Linked DNA regions of Sus scrofa: region 1 is linked to region 2. The links are chromatin contacts, called in public HiChIP or PLAC-seq maps. All regions are on one chromosome and are shown on one strand. The core of a region is the stretch at or near the end of the contact, and the rest is flanking DNA. Distances in the headings are between cores, read along the strand shown. Region 1 holds the start of PNO1 (RNA-binding protein PNO1). Region 2 holds the start of CNRIP1 (CB1 cannabinoid receptor-interacting protein 1).

Region 1 (5,238 bases), core at 275-2,774, 150 kb after region 2:
CAGATCCTTAACCCACTGAGTGAGGCCAGGGATTGAACCTGCAAACTCATGGTTCCTAGTAGGATTCTTTTCCACTGTACCATGATGGGAATTCCTAGGTCACTGATTCTGAAACAAAATTGGCACTCAGAAAAAACAAAATAAAACAAAATGAAACCCTACTGCCTAACTCCTAGCCTGACATCATGGAAGGAAGGAATGAATGAATAAATACACGTATGTATAACTTAAATTTATCATCGGTACTTTTTTTTTTTCAAAAAATACCACTAAAATATGATACTATAGCAAGTACTTTCATTGATTACTTACATACTTCTGTTTATGACAAGCTCTTTATTAAGCCTTTTCTTAATCAACACAGATTATTAAAAATATGCAGACCTGGACTAGTATCCACAAGGATGTAGGTGCAATCCCTGGCATTGCTCAGGGGATTAAGGATCTGGTGTTGCCGTGAACTGTGGTGCAGGTCGCAGGACTACCTTGGATCTGGCATTGGTGTGGCTGTGGTGTAGGCTGGCAGCTACAGCTCCAATTCGACCCCTTGCCTGAGAACTTCCAAATGCCAAGGTGCAGCCCTTCAAAAAAAAAAGAGACATAGCTACTATTTTGGTATGATCTCAGGCCCAACTCATGAATTGGACTAATATCTGCGCTGAGTGTAGATTTTGAAAGCATTTGAGAGGTTCAAATACTAAAATATTAGAAAATTGGGAAAAAATCATTTAACAAAATAAGCCCCTCTAAGGAAAGTCGGTTCATGCCTTTTCATACCCACAGGTGAGAGAAACCGCAGTATATTTAAAAATGGTTAACATTCTCCTTACCCTGATTTCTACATTCCTCGATTTCAAGTTAAAGCGTATCTGAAGTCCCAAATGCTCCACAATAGGAGTAAATATCTTCATCCAATTCTCTTTTAACGGCGTGTACCTGTTAGCAGGAACTGGAATTTTCCTAGTTTCTTCTTTCCCACTCTACAATAAAAGAAAACACAACTCAGGAGTCGTCGGATGGGCGGAGTTGTAAACTGACAGCTGATCCACAAAGAGCATCCTTCAACTGAACGAATTAAACATCAGGAGAGTCCTTCTCTAAAACCTTCACGCCATAAAAAGCTTCTACATCACCCTAAAGCCACAGGGTCCCCAGGCCTCTGCTTTGCCCCGTTCCTGTTCGTGAGTGCCCGCCAGTACCAAGAACCCGTCCCCGGAGAGGGGAGGGAAGATGGGCCTCTTCGCCGGCCGAGCCTCTTCCGTGTCCATGTGGCTCGCGCCCCCTCCTTCCTCCGTCGCAGACAGCTGCTCAGCCTGCCGTTTCTTCGCCCTTCGGCTACCCTTGCGGGTGACCTGGGTGAAGCCGTCCTCGGCTAAGGGGCTCTGAGCCTCCATCTGGGTTTCCATCCTCAGGACTCTCCAGCCCCAGCGGGAGCTTCCGGCTTGAACACGTGCGGGGCTGTACCGCGCAGATGCGTCTCGCAGGACCCCAGTCTCCACCAACCAGCCCCAGGGCTCCGCCCTCTTTCCTAAGACGTCCACGCAAGGGACCTGAAGCAAGATTTTGTGTGTGTTTATTGGGAGGGGAAAGGGCTGTCCTAAAATATGCCTGATTCTTATGGTCGCCCTCTGCCCACGCCAACTAGCAGCCAGAACATTTAGTTATCTCTAATATATACTAAAGGTTTTAAGTAAAGGCTACAAACAAGCTTGTGTTGTCGGTGAGGGAAAAAAGTCTTGTGTCTTCGGTTGCTCATCCGGCATTATCAAAGACATCTAAACCCAATTTCCAAGGGCGACAGGGGCGCTTACGGCAAACGGGAGGGACCAACTGTTCTTAACGTTTGGTTTCCGGTTTCCAGGTTAGCGTTTTGTCATGGTTTGTTGGGGGTGTGCCTGTGGCCTAGGCGGAATCCAACAGGTGGACCATGTCGGCCTTTGAGAAGCCTCAGATCATCGCCCATATACAGAAGAGCCTCAACTACACGGTATTCGACTGTAAGTGGGTGCCCTGCAGCGCCAAGTTTGTGACCATGGGCAACTTCGCGCGGGGCACCGGCGTCATTCAGCTGTACGAGATCCAGCACGGGGACCTAAAGCTGCTTCGGGAGGTGGGTACCCGGTCGAGACTGCCCAGTGCCAAGATCTGGGCCTGCTCTTGGGGGGCGAGTGTGTATCTTGGGCAGGGGTGGTGTGGGTGGTCTGCATTTTTTTTTTTTTTTTTTTTTTGCCAAATCCTATGTCCAGCGTCCCCCCAAAGCACTTTTCTAGTTGCGTGGGAGTAGCGAAGCTTGAACGCAGATTGAGGAATACTTGCGATGTACAATACTTTGGTTCTAGTTCTGAATTCTTGGCGGGCTAGTTCATTCGCGCCTTGTCGGTCCTTTCCTCCAGCCACCCCAACCACCCTCCCAGTCCAGCGAGAGGTCCTTGGGGATGACATTCCGTCTTCGTGTTTAAATTTGGGGCCCTTTGGGGCAGGGCACACTTATTTGTGCAGAGCCTGTTAATAGGTTCAAATTAGTAAAATGCTTTTTCATACAAACGGTCAAAGTGGACACCAGGATGCCTGCTATGTAATTGGAGGAAGCAACCAAACATAGCTATTCTTTCAGCAAGTATCAGTTGATTGCCTGGTATTCCCAGGCATGTAAATGACAATGTCCTGGATATCATGGAGTTTATTTTCTAGTAAGAGAGAGAATCAGTTAAATAATCAAACCAACGCTACATAAATACAAATCTAAAGAAAAAAAAAAAAAACAAAGGAAAAAAGATTTGAGTTGAGTAGAAGCTAACAAGGCCCAACTAGGAGTAGTGGAGATTTTCAGAGGAAACAGCCCAGCGATGGGAGAGAGAGTGTCTCCTTTAGAAACAAAAAGAGTAGTAAGCAGGGACGTTGCAAAATCTGTAGGTCACTTACAAAATTTATACTTTTTTTCTAAGAAAAAAATGGGACATCAATGAAGGGCTAATTTAAGTGGGTGTGGCAAGGTCAGATTTACAAGTTTTGTAAAGATTTCTAGTGAAGGAGTTGGAGAATGACAATATTAACTAGCATGTTTATACCTGTTTACAGTTTTTAAAATGCCTTGATTTGGGTTGCATGAAGGAAAAATGATATAGCGTACTCAGACGTTTAGCATTGTTAAAGACGACAGAGAAATCTGTAATTCCAGGGGTCCAAAGCTGTGGAGAGAATCAACATGGAAGAGTTAGAGGTTAAAATGGTAGGCAAAGGATGAGTACAATTTTTATAGGATAGCAGAGATGAGATTTAAGCTTTACATGTTTTAGGAACGCCAGTTTTCTTGCTATGTTTGTCTTTTCTAGCCAGGCGCTCTTCTCCTAAACATGTTCTTTTCCACTTTTCCTTGTGTGGCTCATCACTTAGTCTCCAGTCGCCTGCTATTCTAAGATCCAGTTCAGATTACCTGGTTAATGACATCCACTCCTGATCCACGCAAAAGCAACTTTTCTTTACATCGCATTCCCAACGGTACTTATTAACTGTGCCAGAAATAGATCATTCTGACCCATTTATCTCTAATTAGATTGTAAGCTCCTGGAGAGTAAGGACAGGGTCTGTCTTTAGTATGGCATGTTAAGGAGCAGCCACTCCTAAATCACTTGTTGAAAGAGTAAGTTTATTCTGTAAAAGGATATAACTTGGGACATTTAAATATTGGTTTATTGGTCCTTAATCGATTGGGCCAGAGGTTTGAACAAATAGGAGACATTGGGATTGCAGAAAGAAACTTAAAGGTGAAGTATTAGGAATAAATACCAATCAAAGCTCAACCAGACAGCATTACAGACTTGTGACTTTTTATTTTTATATAAGGCCGTATGACTTGTCTGTCTTTCAGGAAGACACTTGTTCTGTAAAGAGAAAAAGTGCTGTCTCTTCTAAAGATTCTGGAGGATTCTAGCAGGTTGTTCTTTTGTGTGTGTGTGATAATTTTACTTTTTTTTTTTTGTCTTTTCGTCTTTTTAGGGCTGCACCCTCTGCATATGGAGGTTCCCAGGCAAGGGGTCTATTGGGAGCTGTAGCCACCAGCCTACGTCACAGCCACAGCAGCACCAGATCCAAGCCGCTCTGCAACCTACACCATAGCTCACGGCAACGCCAGATCCTTAACCCACCGATGGAGGCCAGGGATTGAACCTGCAACCTCATGGTTCTAGTCACTGCGCCATGACGGGAACTCCATAATTTTACTTTTTAACAAAAGTAATATGTGTCCATGATAAACATACCAAAAATATAGTTTGGGGAAAAAAAAAGTTAATGTCACCCATAACTAGGATTAACCACTTTTTATTTCCACCTTTGTCATTGGCTCTTAGGATTAACCACTTTTTATTTCCACCTTTGTCATTGGCTCTTCTCTTTTTCTACCAGAAAATACCTACTGAGAACCTATCATTTCAAGGTATTATGCTAAAGAAGGGCCAAAACTATTTGAAAGATGAGCCCCTTCTCTTAAAGAACCTATTTTCTAAAGAGAGGATAAAAGCAAGTACACAAATTTCAGAGCTTACATTGTATTTGGCTGTGATGATGCAAGGGAAAAGAATATAGCTAAGGAGTTCCAGCTGCGGCACAGTGGGTTAAGAATCCAACTCTCGAAGCTCAGGTCATAGGTTTGATTCTGGCCCTGTGCAGAGGGTTAAAGGGTCTGCCATTGTCCCAGCTGCTGTGTACGTCCCAGCAATGGCTCAGATTCAACCCCTGGCCCAGGAACTTCCTTACACCAAAGGTGCAGCCATAAAATAAAATTTTTAAAAAGTTTAAAAAGAAGGTAGGTTAAGTACAATCTCCGTGATCCTCAACTCTTACTGTGTGTTGGGATCATCTGAATGTGTATTTTTGCTATTGTTGGGTACATAATGTGTGTGTTTTAAAATATTCATGCCTTGGGCCGCATCCCTAGAAATTGATGCACTGAGATTCTTGCCTCTAGACAAGAGTGAGGCCTGGACATCAGTATTTTTTAAACTTCCACCAGGTGATTCTAATGTGTGCTGGGGTTGACTGCCATTGGGCTAGATGAGTTATTTGTCAAAATATTAGGAAATATACTTGATTATGTCCTTGTAGAACTACATCAAGCGTTGTGCTCCAGAGCTCACGCATCCAAGATAAAAAGGAAGGAAGCAAATGGGACTTTGTTAGGACCTCCTTATCTCATTGCTAAGTGGATAGATAGGGAATGAAGGCGTGGCTTGGTATACA
Region 2 (5,552 bases), core at 2,506-5,005:
TGTATTTTCAGATAAACAAAAATAGCTACAAGAAATGGAGTGTCTACATGGGACTTACAGTCTTGTGTGTTTTATATAATCTCTTGATTCTACGAACATCGTATTATGTTACCATTATCATTGAACAAATGAAAAAACTAGGGCTCTGAGAGGCCAAGTAGCTTGGTTTGTTCAAGGGTAGCCAGCTTGTAATCAGCAGAACTGGGATACGAACACATCCTTCAGATTCCATGTCCGTATTCTTTGCACATTTCTATGGATGATGAGAAATTTTTCACTTGCTTTGACATTTATTGATTCCATTTTAAGATGCTGCAGTTGCATTTTATCTTCTGAAAATGTTATTCCCAATGCAAGTTGCCCAGCACTTATAACACCTCATATTTGAAAAGTAATTTATTTTTGCAAATGCCTTCCATTTTCTCATGTAATTCTCACAACATTGGGAAGAGAGTGTCTTCATTCCAATTTTACAAATAATGAAAATAATAATGAAATGCCAAGACATAATTGCCTTGAATAAAGAAACCAATTAGTAGCTGGGTGAGGATTCAAACTGAGATCACCTTACTCCATGTCCAACCTGCTCTTGAATACACCAGTGGCAGTCAGCTAGAGACTGTGGGATTGTCAAACAAAAAGTTGAGAAAAAGAAGTTAAATTTCCAAAAAGACTTTATTTTTACTATTATTTTCTCACTTTTTAATGTTTTATTGACATATAATTGGTTTACAATGTTGTGACAGTTCCGGCTGTACAACAAAGTGATTCAGTTGTATATATACACACATCCATCCTTCTTCAGATTCTTTTCCCATATAGATTGTTCCAAAAGAGTATCATCTTATTTCCACCCACCAGCCACCAGAGTAATCATTAAGTTTGCCGTATACTCTCTAATTCTTTTAAAAGTGCTAATAAAAGCATATATAGGGAGTTCCCATTGTGACTCAGGAGGCTACAAACCTGACTAGCATCCATGAGGATGTGGGTTTGATCCCTGGCCTCATTCAGGGGGTTAAGGATCTGGTGGTTCCCTGAGCTGTGGTGTAGTTCAAAGGCATGGCTTGAATCCCACCTTCGCTGTGGCTGTAGCGTGGGCCTGAATCTGTAGCTCCGATTTGACTCCTAGCCCATGGCTTCCATGTGTCACTGGTGTGGCTCTAAAAAACAAACAAACAAAAAAAACCAGGGACCTAAAAAAGCATATATAAATGTATTTTGTTTTAATTTTTTAATGTTTTAAGATACAATCATACTACAGATATTATTTGTAATTAGATTTTTTTATCTTTAGATTTATTTCATAGAAATCACATGGATCTAATTACTTTCCAAGACCTGGGGAACAACCACATAAAAACATGTTTACAAGAAGGACAGAAATTCAATTCAACAAATATTTATGGAGCACTTATTGTGTGCCATACACTGGTCTGCAGCAATGAACGACACAGGCAAAAATGCCTGACCTCAGGCTTCCACGCTTTGCCACAGTGTAGCCATCCCACTTTCACTATGAGCAGTTTTAAACATACATGTTTACCAATATAGCATATAACTTACTATTTTAATAGTGACTTAAATTCTATGGTATGAGTATATGAGAATTTTTGTCAATCTTTTTGTATTGGTTAACATTTAATTTATGCTTGGTTTTGATTTTCATTATCAATGCTGTGGTAACACCCATATTACAATTACATATATCCCATTATATACAATGTAATGATGCTTTTATTTCTTCTGAAGGATAGTGTCTTAAAAGTAGGATTTCTGTCTCAATATATAGATATATGATTTAACTTAATTTTAATAAATTCATCAGATAACTTCTAACAACACTGATTTCCTTACATCTTTACCAACACTGGATTTTTTTTTTTTTTTTTTTTTTTTTTTTTTTGCCAGGCCAGAGGCATGCAGAAGTTCCAAGTTCCCAGGCCAGGGATCAAACCTGAGCCACAACAATGACAATGATGAGTTCTTAACCACTAGGGCAGCAGGGAACTCCATCACTGAATTTTAAGTCTTAAAAATTTTGCCATGCTGATAGGCCAAATAATTTTATATACAGATTTAATTTGCATTCCTCTCTGGCTCTTCCACTAGAGATGGTGAGCATCCTTACATGTGCTTATTAACCATTTGCATTTCCACCTAATAATAATTGCTAATATTAGAGTCAGGCACTAGGACATGCATCATCTCATTAGATCCTCACAGTAACCCTATGAAAGAGATAACATCCAATCCCCCACCCACCCATGTTATAGATAAGAAAACCATTTCCGAAGGTTATGCAACTTATCCAAGTTTACACAACTGGCAAAGTGGTAGGGTGGGGATTTTAACCTGTCTGATTGTAGAGCTTCTAGGCTTACTCACTGCACAAACTGCTTCTGCTACCAGGAACATTTGTCATTTTCTCCAGCCTTACTCCCTCCCTTCTAGTGAAGTCTAAACAACTTGATTAAATTAGCAGAAACCTGAAGACTTCCTTTGCATAAGACATTATGGTGGACATTATTGGGTGATCTGAAGAAATAAAGCTCCTGCCCCAAAATCTTAGGGAATTAAAATATATTATATGTAAGCAATATATGTATAATATACAATATTTTATATATATTCAGTATTTTATATGTATTCAATATGATATACATCAGTATTTTTAGGAATACAATTTAATGTTAGTAACTATGATGTGTTGGGCAAATCTATCTAATGTTAGAGAAGCAAATGACCATACACAATTCTGCAGCCTTGCAGAATTTAGTGCCCTTCAAAGAGTAATGTAGGTAAAATTACAAATAACTGAAATGAGAGTTAAAGCTGATTATTTTTGTAGAATGTAGGAAACAAATCACGTTCGAGATGATGCTATTTCTCAAGAAAGGCAAAAACCACCAAATAGATCCATCCCTACCCATTTGTCCTCACCAACCTGGTTCTCTACTTCCCAGGTGTGCTCACCGGCCCTGGTACTATCCACCGAGGTGGTGCTGAAGCAGGTGCTCACTCTCCGCTATCTGAAGCCATTCCCAGGGGAACCATACCACCCTTGGTCTCCCCCTACCTCTAAAACCGCGAGGTGTCAACTGATTTCTGCCATGAAGACTTTTTAATCACCCTTAATTTGCAAATCCAAGCTCTGCGGTGTCGCATCGGGTGCCCTGTCAATCCTCTTTTGACCAGTTCCGCCCCCCCTTGGCCACTGTCACCACCTATGCCTTAGACAGACCCATGCCAGTTGCCTCTTACAGGGTTAATAGCTCCTACAAGATCTGTGTAAATATATGTGATTCATTACACGGTGTCACTCGAGAGAATATCCATAATGGAAATACACACACACACGAAGATGAAGCATCTTAATATATATATGTGTTATTATTTTTTTTTTTTCTTGAGCACATTCCTAATCCAGTACGGTTTGCAGTCTACATTCGATGGAACTGCCCCTTCCTTCAGCCATTTCCCCTAAGCTTTGGAAAGTCTTAGATTAAATCACTGGCTAACGGTTTCCTGCCCGGCTTCCCGGTTGCCGAGCTTTCTGTCTCCCCTTTGCCTCTCAGCCTCCTCCTGCCTGGCTGGGGCTCGATCCGAGAGCAAGGGTGTCCGCAGCCCTTAGCTGACCGAGGCGGCGTCCAGATTCGGAGGTCCCGCTCTGGGTGTAAGGCCGCTTAAACCCAGGACCTACCCCCTGCCTCCCAATCCACTCCCCGCCCTCCCCGCGGCTCTAGGAGGAGCCTAAATGCCCTCTTCCCTTGCTGAAGGGGATTGTGGTGCGTAAACAGGATTAACTCTCTCGCCCCCAGCCGCGCTGATCTGCGGCCTGCGGGAGGGAGCGAGCGGCTGGTGCGCAGAGGGCGCGGCACGGGAAGCGGGGGATGGGGAAGCTGGGGACCTCCGGTGCTGTCCCTGGGGCGCGCTTCCTCTCTCCAAGGGGGGCGGGGGACCGCAGCCTCCGGAGCTGCTCCTCGGAAGCCTCGGCTGACCGCCGCGACGGCACGGACTCCTAGCGGCAGCCTCCGCTCCACCACCTCCCTCTCCCTCCCCGCGCTTCCTCTCCGCCCACCGCGCTCCAGCCGCCCGGTCGTAGCCCGCGCTGTCCTCCGCCCCCCGGAGCCGCCGCGCCTGCCCGCCCGCGCCCAGCCATGGGGGACCTGCCGGGCCTCGTGCGCCTCTCCATCGCGCTGCGCATCCAGCCCAACGACGGCCCGGTCTTCTACAAGGTAGACGGGCAGCGCTTCGGCCAAAACCGCACCATCAAGCTGCTCACCGGCTCCTCCTACAAGGTGGAAGTGAAGATCAAGCCTACCACGCTGCAGGTCGAGTGAGTGCGGGCGCTCGCCGCGGCTGACTGGCCCGGCTAGGGGTACGCGGGGTGGACCGAGGCCCCCGGGACAGCCGGAGCCTCTCCCGGGCACCTCTTGTCTAGCGCCGCGCCTCGCGGGCCCAAGGGGAGGAGGGGGGTTAATGAGGTCAGCCCCCTGCTCCTCTGCCTTATGCCTCTCTCTTCCCACCCAGCGCCAGGTGGGCTATTCAAAACAGCAACAGGAAGCCGGGGTTGGGGGCTTTTTCTTTTCTTTTCTTGGCCCCTTCTGTCCCGCCATCGGCGGGGACCCCCAAGTAGCGGGGGCGCGGCTGAGGGGAGAAGCTGGCCACCGGGTTCAGGTACCGCAATCCTGGTGATTCACTGCCGGGTTCTGCGAGGGAGAAAGGCTGAGGAATGAAGTGTAAAGATGGGGGTGGAGTGACTCTTGGGACTGCCTGAGGGATGCTCCCCACTCATCCGCACCCTCTTGTGAGACTGGAACCCTGGAGCTGAAAGAACGAGACTGAGGGCAGTCTACTCTGCCTAGGCCTAGTTCCCCGGTTTTCCTTGCCTGATGTTTTTCTCCTGAGTTCTCTGTTCTCTGATGGTTTTCTTTTCGTTTTTAATTAGTTGCGGGGATTAGCTCTTCTCTGCTGCCACTGACGCACCCCAGTAGACCTCTGGCTGGACAGTCAGTGTGGGAGGGTGCGGTAGGTAGCTTGTGGGGAAGTGAAGTCCTTTATCTTTTATATACAAATATATAAATATTCCTTTATATATTGTACCTAATATTTGCTGAACTTGGAAAGTGAGGTGGAGAGGGCTTTGACCCAGCAGATATTTTCATGGCTTAAATGTCTGCCAGTAGTCATTCATTCAATACTTCATTCAGTCATTCATTCAACCAACCTGGTTGGTTCTGGTGCTCCTGGTCCATTTACTTGTCGACATGATGACAGCTCCATGTGCCCAGTACCGTCATATTTTCCAGTGTTCTGTGCATCTGGATATTATCTAGACTTTTCCTTTCCCTTCTTTCCTGGCAACCCCCTCTTCCCGAATTATCTGCTCTATTTTCTACAGGATAGTTCTCTATTTTTCAAGCTAATCTGGGGCAGGGGGCGATGGGGGAAGAGGTGGTTTTTTCCATGCCTGTGACATTTAGAAGTTCCTGGGCCAACTCAAGCCACAGCAATGAGAAATGCTGAATCTTTAAACCCTGGGCCACTAG

What was found. HiChIP or PLAC-seq counts read pairs in DNA pulled down with a chosen protein or histone mark.
Region 1: an H3K27ac HiChIP or PLAC-seq map of alveolar macrophages shows a contact between it and region 2. The contact joins the promoter of PNO1 here to the promoter of CNRIP1 in region 2. A contact is called at or near these places in 2 of 2 datasets of contacts at active chromatin or transcription factors (alveolar macrophages and skeletal muscle).

What each region holds. Positions count from the first base shown.
Region 1 is chr3:74,083,372-74,088,609 of Sscrofa11.1, forward strand. PNO1 (RNA-binding protein PNO1) reads right to left here and starts at 1,525. Exons shown (of 7, transcript XM_003125074.4): 1 at 1,200-1,525; 2 at 831-980. The coding sequence starts at 1,406. It overlaps WDR92 (WD repeat-containing protein 92), which reads left to right and starts at 1,762. Exons shown (of 8, transcript XM_005662502.3): 1 at 1,762-2,110. The coding sequence starts at 1,928.
Region 2 is chr3:73,935,731-73,941,282 of Sscrofa11.1, forward strand. CNRIP1 (CB1 cannabinoid receptor-interacting protein 1) reads left to right here and starts at 3,756. Exons shown (of 3, transcript XM_003481199.4): 1 at 3,756-4,339. The coding sequence starts at 4,161.